Linked DNA regions of Zea mays: all the other regions are linked to region 1. A link is a contact called in public Hi-C data. All regions are on one chromosome and are shown on one strand. The core of a region is the stretch at or near the end of the contact, and the rest is flanking DNA. Distances in the headings are between cores, read along the strand shown. Region 1 holds the start of LOC100381786. Region 2 holds the start of LOC103640492 (CSC1-like protein HYP1). Region 3 holds the start of LOC100274516.

Region 1 (3,348 bases), core at 341-2,840:
AATAAGCATCGTTGTGCTATAAATCTGTTGGTAAGAAAGAGATACTGACCAATGCGCACACCACCAGGTGATAATGCACTGCTGTCACCAAAGACAGCATTTTTGTTCAGTGTAATGTTGCATAGGTCACATAGCATCTCAACTTTATTGCCTGCAATTTTGATAAACCAATTTTATAGCAAGTTTGTACAGCCTGCTAAGGGAAAGCCAAAGCATGCCATCGAATCCTGCTATGCTCCTCGCCAAAAAGGAAAACAAAAGAATCTTGCTATGCATACCAGTCAAGCCAAGAGGGCGCAGATCCCAGAGAACAAGGTGGTTCTCTGTTCCATCAGTAACCAACTTGTAGCCCTTACTCATCAAATGGTTACCAAGGGAAACTGTGTTTGCCTTGACCTGCTGGATATAGGCCTTGAATCCAGGTGACATGGCCTGTTTCAAGGCTACAGCTAGAGCAGCAATTTGGTGATTGTGAGGCCCCCCCTGGAGTGACGGGAACACAGCAAAGTTGATCTTGTCCTCGTAGTCATACAGAGCACCCTCAGGCTGGCCTTTTTTTGGAGGCTTTGGGCCCTTCCTGTAGAAAATCATACCAGACCTTGGCCCTCGAAGACTTTTGTGGGTCGTAGTGGTAACCACATCAGAGAACTCAAAAGGATCCAAAGCCTCCTATAGAAGAATGAAGGAATTAACATGGATGGTAAAGTAAAAGAATATACAGAATATGGGAGTCCAGCAGGATTTCTGTAGAAATTACAAAGTTTAACTTGAAAAATTCAAATTTCTGCATCCATAACTACCCTGGCCAATAGCATCATGTCATCACTTAGTTTGGATGCATGCATTTGGTGCTCTGTTTGTATGTTCATAAGTTGATCATTGACTATTGATCTGAGACACTCCACAAATTACTCTACAAGTCTACATCAATGCCGGTGAGAGATTACTAGATCACATGACTTCAGAATTGTCAATAGATTTGACAAACTTGGGCATGCCATCTCAATCTAAACAGCAGATTTTACTGCATTTCTTTTTGTTTGCTCCATAGGGAAAACTGTCCTAGTTTGTTTTTCCCCTTCTGCTCCAAAAACTCTTTCTTCGTGTGCAAATTCTATCTAGCTAAAGGAGTGACACCAGTTGATGGCACAATCAGGATGATCGATCACCTCACTTGGAGAAATAGTGCTTGCCTTACATAGAAAAGCTACAACTTTTGTATCGACTACTCAGATAAACACAACTGACGATAGAAAGTAAAACGTTTATATTCATAAACAATCGGCAATTGAAACGCATATAGAGTATAGTTTAAATACGCAGCAACAAAGACAATTAGTTACCTGCGCAGCAACGAGACCACTGATATGAGCCATGTCGCAGAGCAACATGGCCCCGCACTTGTCTGCGATGGCCCTGAACCTGGCGTAATCCCACTCCCGAGGGCACGCACTACCGCCACAGATGATAAGCTTGGGGCGGAAATCCATGGCCTTTTCCTCCAGCTTATCGTAGTCGACGTACCCGGTGTCGGAGCTCACCTTATACGGCAGGCTCTGGAAGTAGATGGAGGTTGCAGAAATCTTCTTGCCACTCGCCGTGTAGTACCCGTGGGTGAGGTGGCCCCCGGACGGCAGGTCGAGCCCCATGATCCTGTCGTTCGGCTGGAGCAGCCCCGTGTAAGCCGCGAAATTGGCGGGGGACCCCGAGTAGGGCTGCACGTTGACGCCCCAGCGGGCGGGGTCGAGGTGGAAGGCGGCGAGCGCGCGGGTCCGGCAGAGCTCCTCGATTTCGTCGATGACCTCGTTGCCGCCGTAGTAGCGCGCCCCCGGCATGCCCTCCGAGTACTTGTTGGTGAGCGGGGAGCCCAGCGCCTCCATGACAGCGAGCGAGGTGAAGTTCTCCGAGGCGATGAGCTCGATACCCGCTCGCTGCCGCCGCTTCTCGCGCTCGATTAGGTCGTACACCTCCGGGTCGACCTCGGCCAGCGGCCTCAGCCCCCACTCCTCCACGTTGTCCATAGCTGCGGCCGCGGGCGCCGCCGTAGTGGAGACCGCGGTGGCGGCGGAGAGGAGCGCGGGCCGGGCGGCGACGGCGCGGAGGAGCGGGGCGTGGAGAAGGGAGTAAGAGGGTTTAGTGTAGGCATGCTTGAAGAGAGCCCTGGAGACGGTGGCGGCGGAGGTTGCGGCCGCGGCGGGGCTGGCGAGGTGGTGCGAGGCCATTGCGGCAACACACGCACGCACGGTGTTCGGTAGATTGCCGCCGCCACGGATGGCGGCGCTACGGAGCAGAGGAGGTGACGGGGACAGGGGCTGGACCGCGGGCTGGAGTGAGGGCGGGTTATATGGCAAGCCGCCATTTAAGGGTCGGTGTCGTGGTTACTCGGGCGCCGCTAGCTTTTTCCACCCGTTGATTCCGCTCCGCGGCTATCGTTTTATTTTATTTTTGTTATTAGTTTTATATAAACTGTATCGTATATCAAATGTACCTGCGTGTCTCCGTTTAAAAAATGTTAATACGATAATTACTAGATGAGACTAAAAATCAATTTAATTAGTTATAATTAACTAGTTAATTAGCTACATGCCCTTCTTTCACTATCGACTTTCTAACATCCAAATAGCTAGGTTCTTTGACATTCTATTTGGCACCAGATTCTTCGTCCTGGTTCTTAGGCTTGTTTTCTTCCGGCGAATTTTCATTCTACATAACTTGGATTGGACTATCGGCGGCTTCTTCCACATGGTCCTTCTCGACAGCGCGGTTAACATCGTCTCCATAGGGAGAGTCAGAATATATGGTATAGGAACTAAAGCGCTCATTTAGATGTGAGCCATATAAAACAACAAAGGAAGCTTCACAGATGGCGCTGAGGGCGGTAACTTGTAGGCACAAGTGAGGAATACCGCTGGTGCAGCACTCCTCACCTCCTTGCTCCTTATATACGCGTAGCGGCTCACAAATCGAGAGTCTAGCACAAAAGGCACTCATTGTCATCCTAGTCCAATAATATAGATACATTTTTGCATATAGATACACCATGATGCAGATTTGAAGACATACATGGGAGAAGATAATATTGGGTCAAGGACACAACTCCACTTTAGGGCTTGTTCGTTTCACCGTCAATCCATGTGGATTGGGTTGTATTGAGTCGGTTTAAATCCATAACAAGTCAAAATCCATTCCAATCCATCCCAATACACACCAATCCACATGGAATTGAAATAACCGAACAAGCCCTTAAGTGGGGTGATAAGGACATTACTCCTTTGAATTCACATTATGGTCCTCCAAACATTATACAAGGTCCATTGACCAGAGCTGAAATGTGTCAATTAAATCTAG
Region 2 (3,657 bases), core at 999-3,498, 140 kb before region 1:
CTTCAGTTGCCCCACCATCCAGTCCCTTCCTATCCTCCTTCCCTAGAAGCACTCTCCGGTCGCAGCCATGGCCAAGCCACTGTCACCCACCTCCGACTCATTGGCTCCCAAGTCGTTGTCTCGCCCCTCCCCTGGGGGTCTCCTCGATCCGCTTACCGCCTCCATGCGCTCCCTCGCGTCGGCGCGCCGCTCCCCGATCACCACGCTCGTCATGTACGACGAGGACACACGCACCATCGCTGAACTCTCCATCGACATCTACCTCTACCTGGACACCGACCTCTACAACGTCTCTGGCTTGTCCCTCACGCTGCCCCCGCCCACATGCGACCTCTCCCGTGGCCGATGAGGAAAGAATGCACCTTCCTCACCATCGGCAGAGCTAAGCCCGGGCAAGCTGAGCTCTGGCTCCGCCGGTGATCCTGAGTACATAACCTTTGTTAAGACATGTCTTGGCAAGCAATTTCTCATATCTAATCTTGGTCCTCTTTGTTATTTTCTTGGAATAGAGTTTTCCTCTTCATTGAGGATTTTTATCTGTCTCAAGAGAAGTACATACATGGTCTTCTTGATCAGGCTTCTAATACTAATCAACGGACAATTAAGACTCCTATGGAACTCAATGTTCACCTTCGTGGCATGGATGGTGAGCCTCTTGAGGATCATACTAGTTATCGACACATTGTAGATTTGTAGGGAGTCTTATTTACCTTGGTGTCACTCGTCCAGACAATTCGTATTTTGTATATATTCTGAGTAAGTTTGCTTCTGCTCCCACTCAGCTCCAATATCTAGATGCCTATTGTTTTCAAGCTCTATCTCTTTATAGTTGTAGGCTTATTGTGATGCTACCAGAGCTAGTGATTCCTCTGATCATCGATCTCTTTCTACATATTGTGTTTTTATTGGTGTTTCCCTCACTGCTTGGAACACTAAGAAGTATGTAGCAATTTCTCCTTCGAGTGCAGAGGCTGAGTTGCGTGTTATAGCTCTTGTTTTCTGGAATACGCAGGAGAGCTGCACATCTTTGTATTAATAGAAGAAGAAGAAAGGGGGAGAGAACCCCATTACACCACACACATTACACCCCAACACTAGAAACTAACTAATGGTCAATGAGTCTTGTGACTATAGAGGTTACTTGGTTAATGGTGGTTGCTTGAGGATTTTGGTATTTCTGTTAGTACGCTAACTCCTTTTGTATGAGGGTACATGTGCTATTAGTATTGATCGTGATCCGGTCAAGGACGTGTTTACTAAGCATATAGGTGTTGATGCCTATTACACACGTGCAAGGTTTGGGATGATATTGATCTTTGTTACGTGCCTTCAGAGCCTCAATTGGCCAATTGGCCGGTTTCTTCGCGGAGGCGCAGTGGTGGCGGAAGGCCGATTTTGAAACATTAAGTGCTTGTTTGGAAGCAAGGAGAATAGATGGGATTGCAGGGGCTAAAATCCCCTCACTATTCATTCCATTTCCCTTGCTCATGCCCTAACTAACCGGACAAAACCCCTCTAAAAACCCCCAAATGTGCATCGAATTAAGAAGAAGTTGGAAGTCCTCACTTGCTGGAACCGTCCTGGACGTTGGAGATGCTGAATAGATCGATGGATTTGTTAGGCAGGTCGGTGAAGTCGATCTCCCGCAGCTGGTCACCGAGGAAGTTCACCGGCAGGAGCACGCCGACCCCGAGCACCGCGGCCGCCGCGAACACCCTGATGCTGCACCACCCGAGTAGCGTACGCGCACTCCAATGAGCAAGGGAACGGACCCAATTGGGGGAAAAGGGCAGCAAAGGGGGAGGACGTAGGAATAGAGGGGGTGCGGCGGGCGCGGGAGGGGCCGACCAACCTGAATACGAAGATGCGGATGAAGACGACGCCATCGAGCCCCGCGGCGGCGTGGATGTCCTCCTCGGCACGGCGCCACGCCGCAGCGAGCCACGGCTCGAGCGGCGCGTAGGGCCGGCGCGGGGAGTACACCTCGACGTACGGTGGCCTGCGACGGAGCAACGAGTAGGCCGCGGCGAGGAGCACGGTGAGGGCCAGGTTGATCCCCACCGACGTCGTGAGCGCCGACAGGATCATCGCGCCGGCGGGCAGAAGAAGCTCCCTGAAAACTCCACCGGCGAGGCGGGACCCGCTGGTCAGTGGTGGAAGAAGCAAAGCTGCCGCCGCGCACGGTGAGTGAGAAAGACAAGAACGAGATCGCGGTTGGGATGGAAAATTGTTGTGGTGGGTACGGTGGGTCCCAGATGTCAGTTAAGCACGTGGCAGGCGGGTTGTGACTGTGAGCCTGTGACGTGGTGGTCGGTGGTCGGCACAGGTTTATCGCGAAGCGAGACGTGTGCGATTGTGGGACCCGTTTTACGTGACGTGTGTAACGTGTGTATATATATGGGAGGTACTCCTACGTGCAAATATATGTTTTGTGCAATCAACCAATACGTGTCATTAAATATAAATCATGCGATGACAATATTTTATGGATAATTTCTTGTTTTATTGTATGTAGTACAAAGTCTCGTTACGATATTTGTAATCGAAAATGGAGATTGCTTGTTTACAATATTTAAAGATTAGACAATCCAAAATGGGATGTTCCTTTTTACAATATTTGAACTTAAAATTATACAAAGAATGTCAGTATCTATGATATAAAATAAGTGTTATTAGATTAATAATAAGTTATAATTTTGTAGTAAATTTTATTAGAGACACAAATGATGATAAAATTTATTATATATTTCATCAAAATTTAACTCTTCTGATTATATATGAAGATCGAATCAGGCGACCGTACAGAGGGTCTCAAGTAATGTTGGCTTATTTTCCAATGCTACCTCTAACCGTTCAAAACTCCAAAAGGCATAAAAGAGGTATTTAAGCATCAACTAGTAGATGGATATTCTCGACGATGACCGAAAAACATAGTGAAACTCTTAAAACAGTCATCAATGAGTTTGCGGATAAAACTATCTCAAATCAGGAAATCGAGCTCTTTATCTTCAATTGGGATAAAGAAAATGCTCAAACCAAAAATATATTTCGAAAAAAATACTAATGCATACATGAGTCCAATGAAACAAACAGATCACATAACGAACTTCAAGAAGTCTGAAGCGACCCTAAAAAAAGTGTCCCACCCAGATTGGCTCGACAATATTACTCCACAAGTGGTGTTGCTACACCATGGCACTTCTAGGCATCGCCCGACACTACTGCTCTTCAAGGGGTAGTGCTTGGCCAGTTTTCAACAACCCGAATCAAGGTTCTAAAATGCAAAATATATGCAAACTAAGTCCGATTGAGCTAAAATTATGCACACACCTTCATAAGGTTGTCCCAGATTTCCACAAAAATTGAGCTAAAAATATTCAAATTTCAAAGTCAGATAAAAATATGAATTTGAATCAACTCTTTTTTTCTCAAAATGACACAAAGGATTAGAAATTCATGCTCTAGGTGGACCGGTCTATACCATTGGTGGAAATGATCCTAAGAGGTCCTAGAATGTTTCTATACATCCCAAATGATCCCAAGAACTTATATTTATAAAATCTCATTAAAGATCAAAATGAAGAGCTTGGGAAGAGCTTCAAGCCATCAAAAGATACATATAGAGATAGCTCAGAGATATACCACTAAGGTCACGGT
Region 3 (3,651 bases), core at 804-3,303, 170 kb before region 1:
TATAATCTAAAGAATCTACAAGAAAAACATTGGAAATAGAATGGTCAGGTGATATAGCAATTTTACCAATTCCTTTGACCAAACCTTGATTTCCATCCCCGAATGTGATAGCTCTTTTGGGATCATTGTTTTTCTCATAGGAGGAGAACATCCTTTTCTCCCCAGTCATGTGGTTTGTGCACCCGCTATCAATGATCCAACTTGAGCCCCCGGATGCATAAACCTACAAAACAAGTTTATGCCTTGTTCTTAGGTACCCAAACGGTCTTGGGCCCTTTCACATTAGAAACAAGCACCTTGGGTACCCAAACACAAGTCTTTGACCCCTTGTATTTACCCCCAACATATTTGACAACTACTTTGCCTGATTTGTTAGTGAGCACATAAGAAGCATCAAAAGTTTTAAAAGAAACATTAGGTTCATTTGATGCAATAGGAGATTTCTTTTTAGGCAATTTAACATGAGTGGATTGCCTAGAACTAGATGCCTCACTCTTATACATAAAAGCATGATGAGAGCCAGAGTGGGACTTCCTAGAATGAATTCTCCTAATCTTATGTTCGGGATAACCAACAAGATATAAAATATAGCCCTCGTTATCCTGAACCATGGGAGCTTTGCCTTTAACAAAGTTAGACAATTTCTTAGGGGCATTAAGCTTGACATTGTCTCTCTGTTGGAAGCCAATGTCATCCTTAATGCCAGAGCGTCTCCCACTATAGAGCATACTTCTAGCAAATTTAAAATTTTCATTTTCTAAGTTATGCTCATTAATTTTAGCACTTAGTTGAGCTATGTGATCATTTTGTTGTTTAATTAAAGCTAGGTGATCATGGATAGCATCAACATTAATGTCTCTACATCTAGTACAAATGGAAACATGGCTAACAGTAGATGTAGAGGGTTTGCAAGCATTTAATTCATCAATCTTAGCATGTAACATGGCATCCTCATTTCTAAGATTGGAAATAGAATCATTGCAAACATTTAAATCCTTAGCCTTAGCAATTAAATTATCATTCTCAATCTTAAGGCTAGAAAGTGATTTATTCAACTTGTCAATTTTAGAAGTCAAACTAGCATTATCTTTTTTGAGGTTGACAAGAGAATCATCACAAACATTTAACTTCTCAACCTTAGCAATTAATTTTGCATTCTCATTTCTAAGGTTGGAGATATTATCATGGCAAATGCTAAGATTGATGAGGTTGTCTGTCGATGGGCGCACCGGACAGTCTGGTGCGCCACCGGACACTGTCCGGTGCGCCAGCCACGTCACCCAACCGTTAGGGTTCTGATGGTTTCGACCTTTGGAGCTCTGACAGATTTGGGCACCGGACAGTCTGGTGCCGCACCGGACAGTCACTGTTCACTGTCCGGTGCGCCTTCTGGTGCTGCTCTGACTCTGCGCGCGCTGTACGCGCACTGTTCACGTTCACTGTTTACTTTTGTAGACGATCGTTGGCGCAATAGACGTTGCTCCGCATGGCACACCGGACAGTCCGTTGCTACACCAGACAGTCTGGTGAATTATAGCGGAGTGGCTCTCCAAAAACCCGAAGCTGAGCAGTTCAGAGTTGATCTCCCTGGCACACCGGACAGTCCGGTGCGCCAGACCAGGGCAGCCTTCGGTTGGTTTTGCTCCTTTCTTTTTGAACCCTAACTTTAACTTTTTATTGGTTTGTGTTGAACCTTTGGCACCTGTAGAACATGTAATCTAGAGCAAACTAGTTAGTCCAATTATTTGTGTTGGTCAATTCAACCACCAAAATCATTTAGGAAAAGGTTTGACCCTATTTCCCTTTCACTTAGCACTAACATTGATTTAGAGATGCCTGACGAGGTTGATAAATGTAGAAATGAAATTGAATTTTGTAGGGAGTTTTGTAAATTTAGAGATCTTATTTACATAACTGTTGAATAAGAGTTTTTCTAGAAAACTTTTTAAATTCATATTTAGAGAGTTGTTTATATAACTATTTGGAGATGCTTTTGCATAAGTTTATTTTTGTAAGTCAATTCTTGGCCCATGGGCCAAGCTCTGCAAACGTTAAAAAAATTAACTCTCTTCTCGGGAGAGCCCAACTAGACTCGCAGTCGCGTCCATGGCGATCTTGGTAGGCCTCGTCGCCGTCCTCTCCGCCCTCTTCGCCGCCGCGCTTCGGCGCCTCCTAATCTCTTGTCGCCACCCCGCATACGCCGCCGGTTTCTTCCACCCGTACACCAACGACGGCGGCGGAGGCGAGCGCGTGCTCTGGTGTGCGGTGCGCGCCGTGCAGGAGCTTTGCCCGGACCTCCCCTGCGCTGTCTACACCGGCGATGCCGATGCGGCGCCCGAGGCCCTCGCCGCACGCGCTCTCGACCGGTTCGGTGTCCGTCTCCTCCGCCCGCCGCAGGTACGGTGCTGCCTGATCAGTCGGGATTGCCTCCTTTGTAAGTAAAGAGAGAAAAAAATGGATCTCGCTGTTTGACGTCGTGCAAAGTTGCATCGGCTAAGTTGAAATGGCTGATGTTAATGCAGCTGATTAGTTGTGCCCTGTGATTTCAGTTGAGCATTGTGCCACTTTGGAAATCCGCTTCATATTAGGGCCTGCTTACTTATACTGACTCTCAATTCTGCATGATATTGCTCCAGAAAATCTGTTATCCAGCGATGGTGGAACACTCGTACTTTTCGCGTGGCTCCCTGTATTCCTTGGCACCTGCTGTTAGCTGTGTTAGGAGTTATGTTCTTGTAGTGGAATTATGCTGTACACTATTCTTGCTTCCTACTTGAACCTTTGGGGCTGTACAAGGTTTTAAAGTCGGCTAGTCGACTCTAGTCGCCTGAGCACCGAGAAGGTGATTAATCGTGATTAGTCGAGCCTAGTCGTCCTATAGTTGTACCAGGACTGCAATAAAGCAATACACTATAGCTGTAGCAGGACAGCAGTAAAACAATATACTATAGCTGTAGCAGAACAACAGACTTTGAAAGTCTGAACTGTGAACTCAGAAGAAGTCTAAACTGATTCACTCTGAAGAAGTCTAATGGAGGAGGTGGAATGGATTAGTGGAGGACGGACGCGCACTGGAGGGTGGACTCCGGTGGGGACCTGAAGCAGAGGCGAGCGTCGCACACTAGAGGGGATCGGCTCTAGCAGAGGCCTCTGCAGCAGCCGCGCACTAGAGCAGAGGGGGCACAACCGGAGCAGAGGGCCGCCGGAGCCGAGGGGGCGCAGCTGCGCGCTGGAGAAGGGACGACGGCTACTGTGGTACAGATAGGGCAACACAAGTTTTCTACTTTCTGCAAAGATGGTGGGCCGGCCCATAGAACAGAGAGCGAATTACTGGCCCAAAACAGATATAAGCTAGTCGGACATAACCCCTAATCGGGCGACTAATCGTGATTAGTCAGTGACTAGGACGACTAATCGCTTCCTAGTCACCCTAGTCGAGTCGAAGCCCCTAATCGTGCTTACTCCGGCGATAAGGCCGACTAATTGTGACTAATCGCGATTAGTCGGACGACTTTAAAACCGTGGGGCTGTATATCATTGCTTCCTGATTCACAACTGGTTGTTGTTATTGCTGGTGTAAATACATTCTATGGTACAAAAAATAGACAATGGTAGCCGGCAGTTCCTGAGATGCGCATGTAAAATTAATGA

What was found. Hi-C and Micro-C count contacts between places; a contact is called where the count stands out from the background.
Region 2: a contact with region 1 is called in a Hi-C map of leaf, with 4 times the contacts expected there. The contact joins the promoter of LOC103640492 here to the promoter of LOC100381786 in region 1. A contact is called at or near these places in 4 of 25 Hi-C or Micro-C datasets (bundle sheath, leaf and tassel).
Region 3: a Hi-C map of leaf shows a contact between it and region 1, with 4 times the contacts expected there. The contact joins the promoter of LOC100274516 here to the promoter of LOC100381786 in region 1. A contact is called at or near these places in 3 of 25 Hi-C or Micro-C datasets (endosperm, leaf and tassel).

The regions. Positions count from the first base shown.
Region 1 is chr1:166,137,285-166,140,632 of Zm-B73-REFERENCE-NAM-5.0, reverse strand. It overlaps LOC100381786, which reads right to left and starts at 1,590. Exons shown (of 4, transcript NM_001174585.1): 1 at 1,344-1,590; 2 at 279-669; 3 at 50-151. The coding sequence starts at 1,490.
Region 2 is chr1:166,278,484-166,282,140 of Zm-B73-REFERENCE-NAM-5.0, reverse strand. It overlaps LOC103640492 (CSC1-like protein HYP1), which reads right to left and starts at 2,248. Exons shown (of 10, transcript XM_008663133.4): 1 at 1,853-2,248; 2 at 1,567-1,722. The coding sequence starts at 2,088.
Region 3 is chr1:166,303,554-166,307,204 of Zm-B73-REFERENCE-NAM-5.0, reverse strand. LOC100274516 reads left to right here and starts at 2,053. Exons shown (of 7, transcript NM_001148873.2): 1 at 2,053-2,397. The coding sequence starts at 2,107.